Linked DNA regions of Rattus norvegicus: region 2 is linked to region 1. Evidence: chromatin contacts called from public HiChIP or PLAC-seq data. All regions are on one chromosome and are shown on one strand. The core of a region is the stretch at or near the end of the contact, and the rest is flanking DNA. Distances in the headings are between cores, read along the strand shown.

Region 1 (4,901 bases), core at 1,170-3,669:
GGCTGGGATTAAAGGTCTGTCCCACCATGCTTGGCTTTACCTCCCACCCCCTCTCTATGAAACATGGTTTCATTTAGCTCATATTTAAGCTTTTTAAAAATTACATTTACTTATTTGTGTGCATATGTGTGCATTCACGAGGAGGTCAGGGTACAATTTAAGGGGACGATTATCTCTTACACTGTAAATCCTAGGGATTGAATTCAGGTGGTCAGGTTCAGCCACAAGTGTCTGTGCTACTCAACAAGCCATCGCAAAAGAAACTAGGTGTGGGCTGGAGAGGTGGCTTCTATTCCAGAGGACCTGGGTTCAATTCCTTCACTGCTCACAACCGTCTGTAAGTCAGCCTAGGAGACCCAGTGCCCATTTGGGCTTCCAGAGAGACCTGTGTGTACATGGCAGGCAGGTAGGAAGGCAAACACCCACCCGTGCACATAGAAATAAATATCTTAAAAACTGAAGGGTTGGGGATTTAGCTCAGTGGTAGAGCGCTTGCCTAGGAAGCGCAGGGCCCTGGGTTCGGTCCCCAGCTTCGAAAAAAAGAACCAAAAAAAAAAAAAAAAAAAAAAAAAAAACTGAAAAAAGTAGGTGGGTGGGTGCTGTGGCACAAGTATGAAATTCCAGCATGGGCGAGGTTTGGGTATGAGTGCAAGACCTACTAGTGCTACAAATGAATATACCTCAAACAACAGCAACAAAAGCAAAAAGTAAGATATTATAAAGATTACATCAAGTTATATAAAATTCAAAATTTAATGTTTACAAATAAAAGTTCTAATAAAACAGAGCCATTTTATTTACTAATATGCTGGCTATGGCTGCATCTGCATGAGCTAGGCAGTTTGTTTAATAACAATATTTTATAAGACTATTTTCCTGACCCTTTGCAAAGGAAATGACTACCCCGTTTCCTGCTTCGAGGTTTATTTTTATATGAACATGCTGTTGCTGTCTTCAGACACAGCAGAAGACGACACAGGATCCCATTACAGATGGTTGTGAGCCACCATGTGGTTGCTGGGAATTGAATTCAGGACCTCTGGAAGAGTGGTCAGTGCTCTTAACCACTGAGCCATCTCTCAGGCCTGTCTTGCTGACTTTAATCCTCCTGTTATACAGTAGTTACTGCCGCCTTTAGTCCTCATCACACTCTCACCATCACTTAAAATCCTAGTTTGTTGTTTTCTTCTCATTACCACAGTGTTTGTGCAGATGCCCATATGCTGTGGCAAGTGTTTCAGGTTAGAGGACAACTTTCGGGGTCATTCTCCTTTAAGGATTGGGTCTCAGTAACTAACTCCATGCCTCTGTCATGCGTTACTGGCATGGGGTGGGGTTCTGTATCTTTCTAGTTTTTTTTTTTTTTCATTTATTACACATAACTGATAGAAATGACAAAGCAGCCAGAGGTTTCCTTCATTTGCTAGCCTGTGACAAGCACAATGCCTGGAACACAGTGGATAAGTAAATGCTTAAGAATCGAGGGGCATGGTATGTCTAAGGCTAGCCTCAGGCTAGCCTGGTCTACAAAGCAAGTTCCAGGCAAGCCAGGGCTACACAGAGAAACTCTGTCCTGTGGGGTAGAAAAAAAGACAAAACAGAGAGAAGGCAACAGAAGGCAGCAACTAGGCTTAAGAACCATTGGAGGGGCTACATCAGCTCCATATCCTAAGAGGATGAACCCAGGAACACTTGTTTAACGAACCAGTATCTCATGTCCTAAAAATGTGCATGACTTTGCTCACCGGAAGAGTCTTCATCCACGTTCTCATACTGCAGAAGTCGATCTAGAAGGAAACTGAGAGAAGTGGGAAGGAGAATGATTATTCCCATTTTGGTGATGTTCTTGAGCTCTATCTAGTCCCTCCTAGAAGGCCCACTGGATCCTCCTAAAACTGCATGCATTTGGGGTCCTATTCCAGGGCGGAGTGAGAACGAGGATTCCCAAGGATGAGGAATCTACATTGCTGTGTCCACAACAAGCCTTACCTCTTGTCTCGGGAAACCTTCAGCAATTTTCTTTGCGCCTTCCTGAGCTCCTCCTGGAAGCACTCGTGTTCCTGCAGCGGACAGGGAGGGTGCTGAGCCAAGAGCAATCCGTAAAAGACCCAGAACCCAGAGACATCTCTCCCTACTCACCCCCTTTACCACATGGGTAAACTGAGGTCCTCTCAGAGCTAGGCCTCACACTCCATAACCGTCCCACACCGGTACTCACGTAAATGAGGAACTTGAGCTTCCGCTTCAGATTCCTGTATTTCTTTTTGTAGTCCACTTCGCCGTCCGCTGGTCCGTTCATGACCCGCCTGGGAGAAGCGCCCCGGAGTAGAGTCCCGCTACCCAAGTCCGCCCGTCCTCTCTCTCTCACACACACACACACACACACACATACACACACGCACACACCCCTCCACTTCCGGACTTTGCAACGCCGTACGAAACGGACTACGACTCCCGGCGTGCTCCGCGCGCAGGGAGCGTAATCACACCACCCGCCCTCCTGGGGAAGACCTGAAAGGAACGCAGCTTCCAGTGGCTTCGCGGTGAGCTGAGGTCACAGAGGAGCTGGACACTGGGGGGCGCAATTATTGATTCTAAACTGATTATAAAGATTTGGAGCCATAAGAATATAACCAGAAAGTCAGTGTTGGCGAGAATACCTTTTCCCTTTTACTTGTTGATCCAGACTACAGGGCAGCGTGAAAAACTACGTTATACGAGACGGCCAGTGCCGAACCGGCTTCTAACGAAAATTTTAATACGTAGCTCTAACAAAGAGCAGAAATCTCCCTCAAGAGCTACCAAGGAAAAGGCAAAATCTGGCTAAGTTTTCCGTCCCAGTACTCCACATCGGAGGCTCAACGGTCCCTTTCCTCACGAAGCCGCGGCACTGCGCGTGCGCAAACTACTGTCAAACGAACTGAAAGTGGCCCGGAAGAAAAAAGGCGGGAACAACCAATCCCCAGTGGCGCAAGATGGCGCCGGGAGATGAGATGCTGGAATTCACTCGCAGCTTCTTTCGAGCTTGCCCCGATCTCAGGTGCATAGAGTCTGGGTATTAGAGTCTGGGTTGTAAAGGGCCGGGGTTGGACTGGTACTCTGTCTTGATACGTGTTTCTGTAGCACGGTTACTCACTCCATCGTGCGACAGAAATTTTTGATTCACGTGGGTCGGGATCATCTTGAACCTGAGGAGAAGCAGGCGTTGAAAAGGCTGATGGAGGAGGAGCTGCTGAAGATGCAGGTGTGGGCCTAACTCTGGGCCAGGAGAGACAGGGTTTGTTGCTGAGGGTTTGGGGCAGGACACAACCTTGGTTCCGTTTACCCTCATGCTGCACCCACAGGCGGATGCTGGTACCAGGGAAGGAAAGCCAGACTTTATCAAAGTTAAGAGGTCTCCTGCTCCCTGCAGTCACCCAGAGAGGAAAAGGTTCCGCTTCAATTCAGAGTCAGGTTAGTGCCTTCTCCCGGTGTATCTGTCTGTGACTCCAGCAGCATTGGTTTATTCAAAAGGCGAGGTGCATGTATTAATTGCAAAGCAGTAAAGGAGCTGGGGGAGGGAGGGGAGCAATGGGTCAGGAACCATGTGGAGCCACATCTGTGGTGGTGCTTGCTGTCCTTCACTCGTAACCAGAGTGGATCCAGAAGCATCCTATTCTAAATAGAAGGGAAAGGAGGAACCCATCCCAGCCCTGTCCCCATGTTCCAGAATCCAGCTCTACACCATCCAGCCCAGACTGCTCAGGACCTCCAACAAAGAACAATACAACCAAGAAGGCATGCCCAAGAAGAACCTTAAAGAAAGCAGTTGAGAGCACAGATGAAGAGCAGCAAACAGACCTGGTTGCAAAGATGGGATTGGAGGAGAGTAGTGAGGAGGAGGAAGAAGGCTCTGTCAGATCAGGTGAGGTCTGGAAGGCAGAGGACACTGAGGATGATGATGTGAGAAAAGAACAGAAGGGTGGGGTTAGAAAGAAAGCTGGGGCCAAGAACAAGCCAGCACCACACAAGGCAGATAGGAAGCAGGCTAGGGAAGAGAGTGGAAGCAGTGAGGAAGAGGCTGTACAGAATAGAGCAAAGGTGGAGAGACGCACAGGCGCTAAATGCCAGGAGGAAAGTGAAGACAGCGAGGATGAGATCCTAGCCAAGAAGAGCGAGCACAGGGAGTCCAGACTGAAAAGCAGCAAAGCAGGGAGAACAGCTAGCGGGAGAAAGAGCTCTAAGCAGAAAAGCAGGGCTGGGAGGCCAACTGGAGGCTTGGGAGACAGCGAGGAAAAGAAGGAAGGGGATGCAGTAAGTAGTGGGGACAGCAGTGGAGAGGAAGAGCCTTTAGCGAAGAGAAAGAGCAAGGACAAGACCCAGACTGAGAGTGGGAGAAGGCAGAGCACAAGCAGCGAGGATGATGATGGCAGGCAGGTGCAAGCAGCCACTCAAGGCACTACGAAGACGGGCAGCCTAGGCAGCAGTAATGGTGACAGTGGCACGGAGAGGGAAGTGAGTGATTCCCAGGCAGGACAGAACACCAAAGAGGAGAGGAAGAGCCGCTCTTCCAAGAAGAGCTCCAAGAACGGCAAGGCACGAAGTTCCTCATCTTCATCAGATGCAAGCCCAGAACCCACAGGTCAGAAGGTGAGAGGACACACCAGGTGGGTGGGCTCCACTAGGAAAAAGGGCCTTCAGCTGCAAATTCCTTATTAGGCTGGCTCTCGTCGCTGTGGAGAGGACCACCCAGCTGTGGTTAGACTAAAGCGGTATATTTGGGCTTGTGGTGCCCGACGAAACTACAAGAAGCTGCTGGGCTCCTGTGGCTCCCACAAGGAGCGCCTGAATGTCCTCAGGGCTGAGCTGGAAGCACTGGGCATGAAGGGTGAGAAGTGATGTGCCTCAGAACTGCAGGAGGG
Region 2 (4,901 bases), core at 1,496-3,995, 110 kb after region 1:
CAAGCGATTAGCAGATGACGAGTTAGCATATCCAGTCATCATTTGCCTGTCTGCCTACTAGTCCTTCAACTCATCCATCCCTCCCTATCTAATGTTTGCTTGCTTTTTAAATATTTACTCGTCTACCTATAGGGTAGGGTTCATATAGCCCTAGCTGATCTAGAACTCCCTCTGTAGACCAGGCTGTCCTGGAACTCAGAGAGCAACCTGTCTCTACCTCCTGAATGCTGGAATTAAAGGCATGCACTTCCTGCCATATCAGGCTTTTAGAATTTTTTAAAATTTACGTGTCTTGGTGTTTTGCCTGCATATAGGTCTGTGTACCACTCGTGTGCCTGGTGCCTTGGGAGACCAGAAGAGGGGATCAGTGGCCCCTGGAACTGGATCATTGTGAGCCATCACATGCGAGTGCTAGGAATCAAATCTGGGTCCTCAGGAAAATCAACAAATGTTCTTAACTGCTGAGCCATAGCTCTCTAGCCTCTTTTATTACATATGTATATTTTCTAAATTTCTGTTTATTTATTTTGAAACAAGGTAGCCTTGGCTGTCCTGGAAGTCACTCTCTAGATCGAGCCGACGTTGAACGTGAAACGAACACCCTGCTCTGCCTCCAGAATGCTGAGATTAAAGGCAGATGCCAACCATGTCTGGTAGATGCCACCATGCCTGGCAGATGCCACCATGCCTGGCAGATGCCACCATGCCTCGCAGGTCCTAGAGCACAAGCTGCTCACCACCTCACTTTACTGAGATACCTCTCTGTCCCTTGGCCCGTACGATCTCTACTGCTTAGAATACCTAGAGCTGTTTTCTAGAAAATTCTTTCTTTAGGTATTTCTATCTTCAGGAAGCTCCATGATGCCTTTCCTTCCTAGCCCAGCTGAGGATGGGATAAAAATAGTTTTATTGTTTTCTCTTCTTAGGTAAGCACCATTCCTATTGTGTTGTCACTGGCTATTAACCTGTCCTGGCCTTGTTCTAAACTGAATTGTGCTGGACATGGTGGTGAGTGCCTTTAATCCTAGCACTGGGGAGGCAGAGGCAGAGGCAGGTTTATCTTTGTGATGTAAAGGCTAGACTGATCTACATAGTAACTCCAGGCCAACCAGCTACATAGTGAGACCCTATCTCAAACAAACAAACAAACAACAAACAAACAAAGACCAATAAACCCCTGAATTTTTCAAGGGCCGAGTCTATATCGTGCATTCTGTGTCCCAAACGTCTAACTCCTGTTAGACGTGGAGCAGCACGTAGGGGAAGCTGAGAATGTTGGAACTGAATAACCTCGTACAAACCTTTTCACGAGGAGATGGCAGAAGGTGTGCCTTGGTTCGAGTTCGATTTCTGTCAGAGCTGGAGATGGCAGAGGACAATAGAGTAGGCTGAGAATCATGAACTGAAGCATCGGGGTGGAATAGAATAGAACTTCATGGTTGAAAACGCCCCCTACCCTGCTGGGATGCTGTCAACCCTTGCTCTCCCCACAGGCTTCTCTGTCCTGGGAGAGGGGCAGAGCCTCACTCACCGGGTGTCAGTGCCTCGGGTCTTGGTGAAGAACACTGGAATTAGAGGCCCCAGTTAAAGAACAACTTTCCCTATGGTTAGAAAGAGTTGTGGCTAGAGCAGATGGGGACAAGGGGCTCCTGGCAAGCAACAATGAGTTAGACGGTAAGGGACACTGTGCCTAAGACGAACAATGATGAGGGAAAAAAATGAACAGATTCTTGGGGAGATCAGCTAAGGCTGGAGGTGAGTCGGGGACTGGTCTCTAGATGAAGAGGGAGAGAGTTCACCATGTCTAGATATCTGAGTCCCTTGGTCTTTTGTCTGCTTTTCCTTGTCGGGCATAGGATTCATATGAGAGCGAGCAGTAAACAGTGCTTCATCTGTAAGTTCTGTGCTGATTCGGGTCAGGAATTCTTCAGAGCGGGATAATGAGGCTTTCTGGAAAGGAGGTTAGAATTCAGCCTGCAAAGTCCCACCGGTCTGGTGTCTTCCAGGTTGCAGGCTCTATGGCTGGGGAACCTGGTAGTATAAGTCTCAGGTATGTGATTTGACTGGAAGGCCTTAGACCCAGAAAGCAGTTTGTGGGGTCTCAGGGTTTGGAGATTCAGGGTTAAGGATCAAGGCTAAGTAAATCTCATGGCTCATGGCTCAGAGCCACCTGACTAGCTAGTTCTTCCCACCTCCTTCACTTTTCCATTGTAGTTTACCTGCCCTCCACCTAAGGAGGCAGCAGCTTGAATTGGCCAGGTGTCCTTTTTGTCCCCACTCCTGGCAGATGTGGATGCCATCCCCCCTGGAAACAAAGTTTATGTTAGACTGAGAAACCAACCCACTACCCCTCAGATTCCATCCCATGCCATTCCTTGAGCCCACATTTATTTAGTCCACGACTAAAGCTCAAACATCCTACTGTCTCAGTTCTGTCCTTGAAAAAAACTCGTTGTTTTGCCTACTAAGTTGACAGGAGGGGCTCTCAGAACAACTCCCTTCCCTATTCCCTCCAAAGCCCTTCTTCCTTCTTTTCTGACAAGGCACTTCCTTAGGCAAGGCAGCCAACATGCAGCCCCCGACCTGGCTGATGGGTTGAAATCTTAGGCTACTCGGCAGGAGGGGATATGGAAAGTTCTAAGAGGAATCTATGATGGGCCTCAGGGATTGGGATTGGGGAAGAAGGTTGGGAAGAAGGGGAGACAGGGAAGCGCTGCTCCGGGTTGCTATAAAGACCTAAATGTTTGAGGAAGCTTTATAGTTCCGTTGCCAGGAGACTAGAGATTCTAGAACTAAGGACATTTTCCTAGCGTGCCACAGTGGCTCTCCGGGTCCCTTCTTAGAGGCAGTGACCCCAACGTTATTTCTAGGCGTTTGGGAGATGACGTAGGGTGGAACCTGGGCTCGAATCCTCCCACCACCAGGGCGGCGCTAGAAGCAAAGCGGCAGGCACGCCGGGAGACTCTCTAGCCACCTCTTCCCAGCCTGGGTCCTGGAGAGCGACCGTGGCCGCAGGCGTAGGGGGCGGGGAAGCGATGTGGGCTGTACTAAGTTGCCCAATCTCTCGGGGAGGCGCACACTCGGAACGGAGGAATCGCTACACCTTCCCCTTGCCTCCAGGAGTTTACGCCGTCCATGAAATGCAAAATGCAGATTCCCTCTCAGGTCTCTTCTGCTTCTCCCTTTTCAGTTTCTTCTTTTGCGGATGGCTCTCGAGTCTCTCCCCTCCCTCGGTGCGTTGGTACGAGCCGAAGCCAAGGGGCCCGGGCAGGAAAAGGAAGCAGGCCGGCCTTAAAGGGACCTCAGCCATTATTTATTTAATTTATTTATTTATATTTAAAAGCCGCTCTCTCCTTCCTCCGATGTTCTTAACGTCCCCGACGGAAGAATAGGATCCGGGAGCCAGGCGCAGCCGGAGCTGCGGGACCCGTTGCTGGAGACAGCAGCTCTTGCCCATCGGAAGGCCAGGTGTGCGTGAGCTGTGCCCAGGGGTGTCCCGCGCCCCGGTGCCCTGCGGGCTCTAACAGCTGGGATCGCCCGGGAGAACTGGGCCCAGGGCTCAGGTGGAGCTGCCGATGCCCCGGGCTGAAAGGTGAGACCACGCTGGTGAGGCTGGGACAAGACCTTGCACCTCCAGACCTGGGCCGAGACCACAAGGGGAGCCGCCAAGATGCCAGAGGAAAATATCTTCCTGTTCGTGCCTAATCTTATTGGTGAGTGCTGCCTGAAGCCCCAAGACCAGCGGAGGGCGAGGAACCCTAAACTGGCTCCTCGATCACACCCTGTACCTCTCCCATCCCATCCCAAGGTTATGCCCGGATTGTTTTCGCCATCATTTCCTTCTACTTTATGCCCTGCTGCCCCTTCACGGCCTCCTCCTTCTATCTACTCAGCGGACTTCTAGACGCTTTCGATGGACACGCAGCTCGAGCCCTTAATCAAGGTGACAGAACTTTACCACCAGTAGCACTACTTGGGGGCCCAACATCCCTTGTTCTTTCCCTGCTTTCTCAGAACCTCGTAGAGGACTCTTTCATTATCAGCTCTGTAAGAAAGCAAAACAGAGCTGCCTGGGATTTAAGCTTGCGCTCGAGGATTGATCGCTGTTTGTGAGGGGTGTGGAAGACATAGCAGTGGGAATGGAATTCCGTTCGGGTGTGGCATGGTGGCTCATGCCTGTAATGCCAGTACTGATGAGGCAGATAGATTGCTCCAAGTCAAGAGTCATTTAGGCTTCATATTGAGTACCACATGAACCAGGACTACACAGTAAAATCCTGCAAAAAAAAAAAAAAAAGCGATTGGGGCTGAAGGTTAAGTTTGTGTTCAGAGGTTAAGAATGCTTATGCAGGCTGGAGAGATGGCTCAGCCATTAAGAACACTGCTCTTCCGGAGGTCCTGAGTTCAAATCCCAGCAACCACATGGTGGCTCACAACCATCTGTAATAGGATCTGATGCCCTCTTCTGGTGTGTCTGAAGACAGCGACAGTGTACTCACATGAAATAAATCTCTTCCTTTTGCAAAAAGAAAAAAGAAAGAATGCTTTACGGCTCTTATAGAGGGCCTAGATTTGATTCCCAGAACCCACATGGTGACTTACAACCACCTATAGTTCCAATTCCAGGGAATCCAATGTCCTCTTCAGACCTCTGTGGGCAGCAGGCATCTATGTGGTGCTCACGCATATATGCTGACAGTCACTTATACCATAAAAGATAATAAACATTAAAAAAATGTAAGAAAATAAGAAAGATTCCATTCAACAGGTATTTACTAGGTAGTCACTATGAAGAGAGGTGGCGCCGGGTGGGAGGAGAGCAGGTGGTGTTTAAGAGCTCTAACTTTGTAATGAGTTCAACAGCAGACCCACCTTTAAAACTGCCCCCAAGACTTTGGCCT

The links. HiChIP or PLAC-seq counts read pairs in DNA pulled down with a chosen protein or histone mark.
Region 2: a contact with region 1 is called in an H3K27ac HiChIP or PLAC-seq map of oligodendrocytes, with 4 times the contacts expected there. The contact joins the promoter of Cdiptos here to the promoter of Ino80e in region 1. A contact is called at or near these places in 1 of 12 Hi-C or Micro-C datasets (frontal cortex) and 1 of 1 datasets of contacts at active chromatin or transcription factors (oligodendrocytes).

The regions. Positions count from the first base shown.
Region 1 is chr1:190,900,103-190,905,003 of GRCr8, forward strand. Ino80e (INO80 complex subunit E) reads right to left here and starts at 2,420. Exons shown (of 7, transcript NM_001013900.1): 1 at 2,219-2,420; 2 at 1,990-2,060; 3 at 1,746-1,798. The coding sequence starts at 2,299. Hirip3 (HIRA interacting protein 3) reads left to right here and starts at 2,963. Exons shown (of 7, transcript NM_001399662.1): 1 at 2,963-3,040; 2 at 3,124-3,244; 3 at 3,345-3,453; 4 at 3,710-4,629; 5 at 4,699-4,867. The coding sequence starts at 2,976.
Region 2 is chr1:191,010,530-191,015,430 of GRCr8, forward strand. Cdiptos (CDIP transferase, opposite strand) reads right to left here and starts at 2,746. Exons shown (of 6, transcript NM_001419521.1): 1 at 2,386-2,746; 2 at 2,220-2,305; 3 at 1,800-1,950; 4 at 1,532-1,565; 5 at 1,302-1,359. The coding sequence starts at 2,300. Cdipt (CDP-diacylglycerol--inositol 3-phosphatidyltransferase) reads left to right here and starts at 3,277. Exons shown (of 6, transcript NM_138899.2): 1 at 3,277-3,713; 2 at 3,809-3,943. The coding sequence starts at 3,671.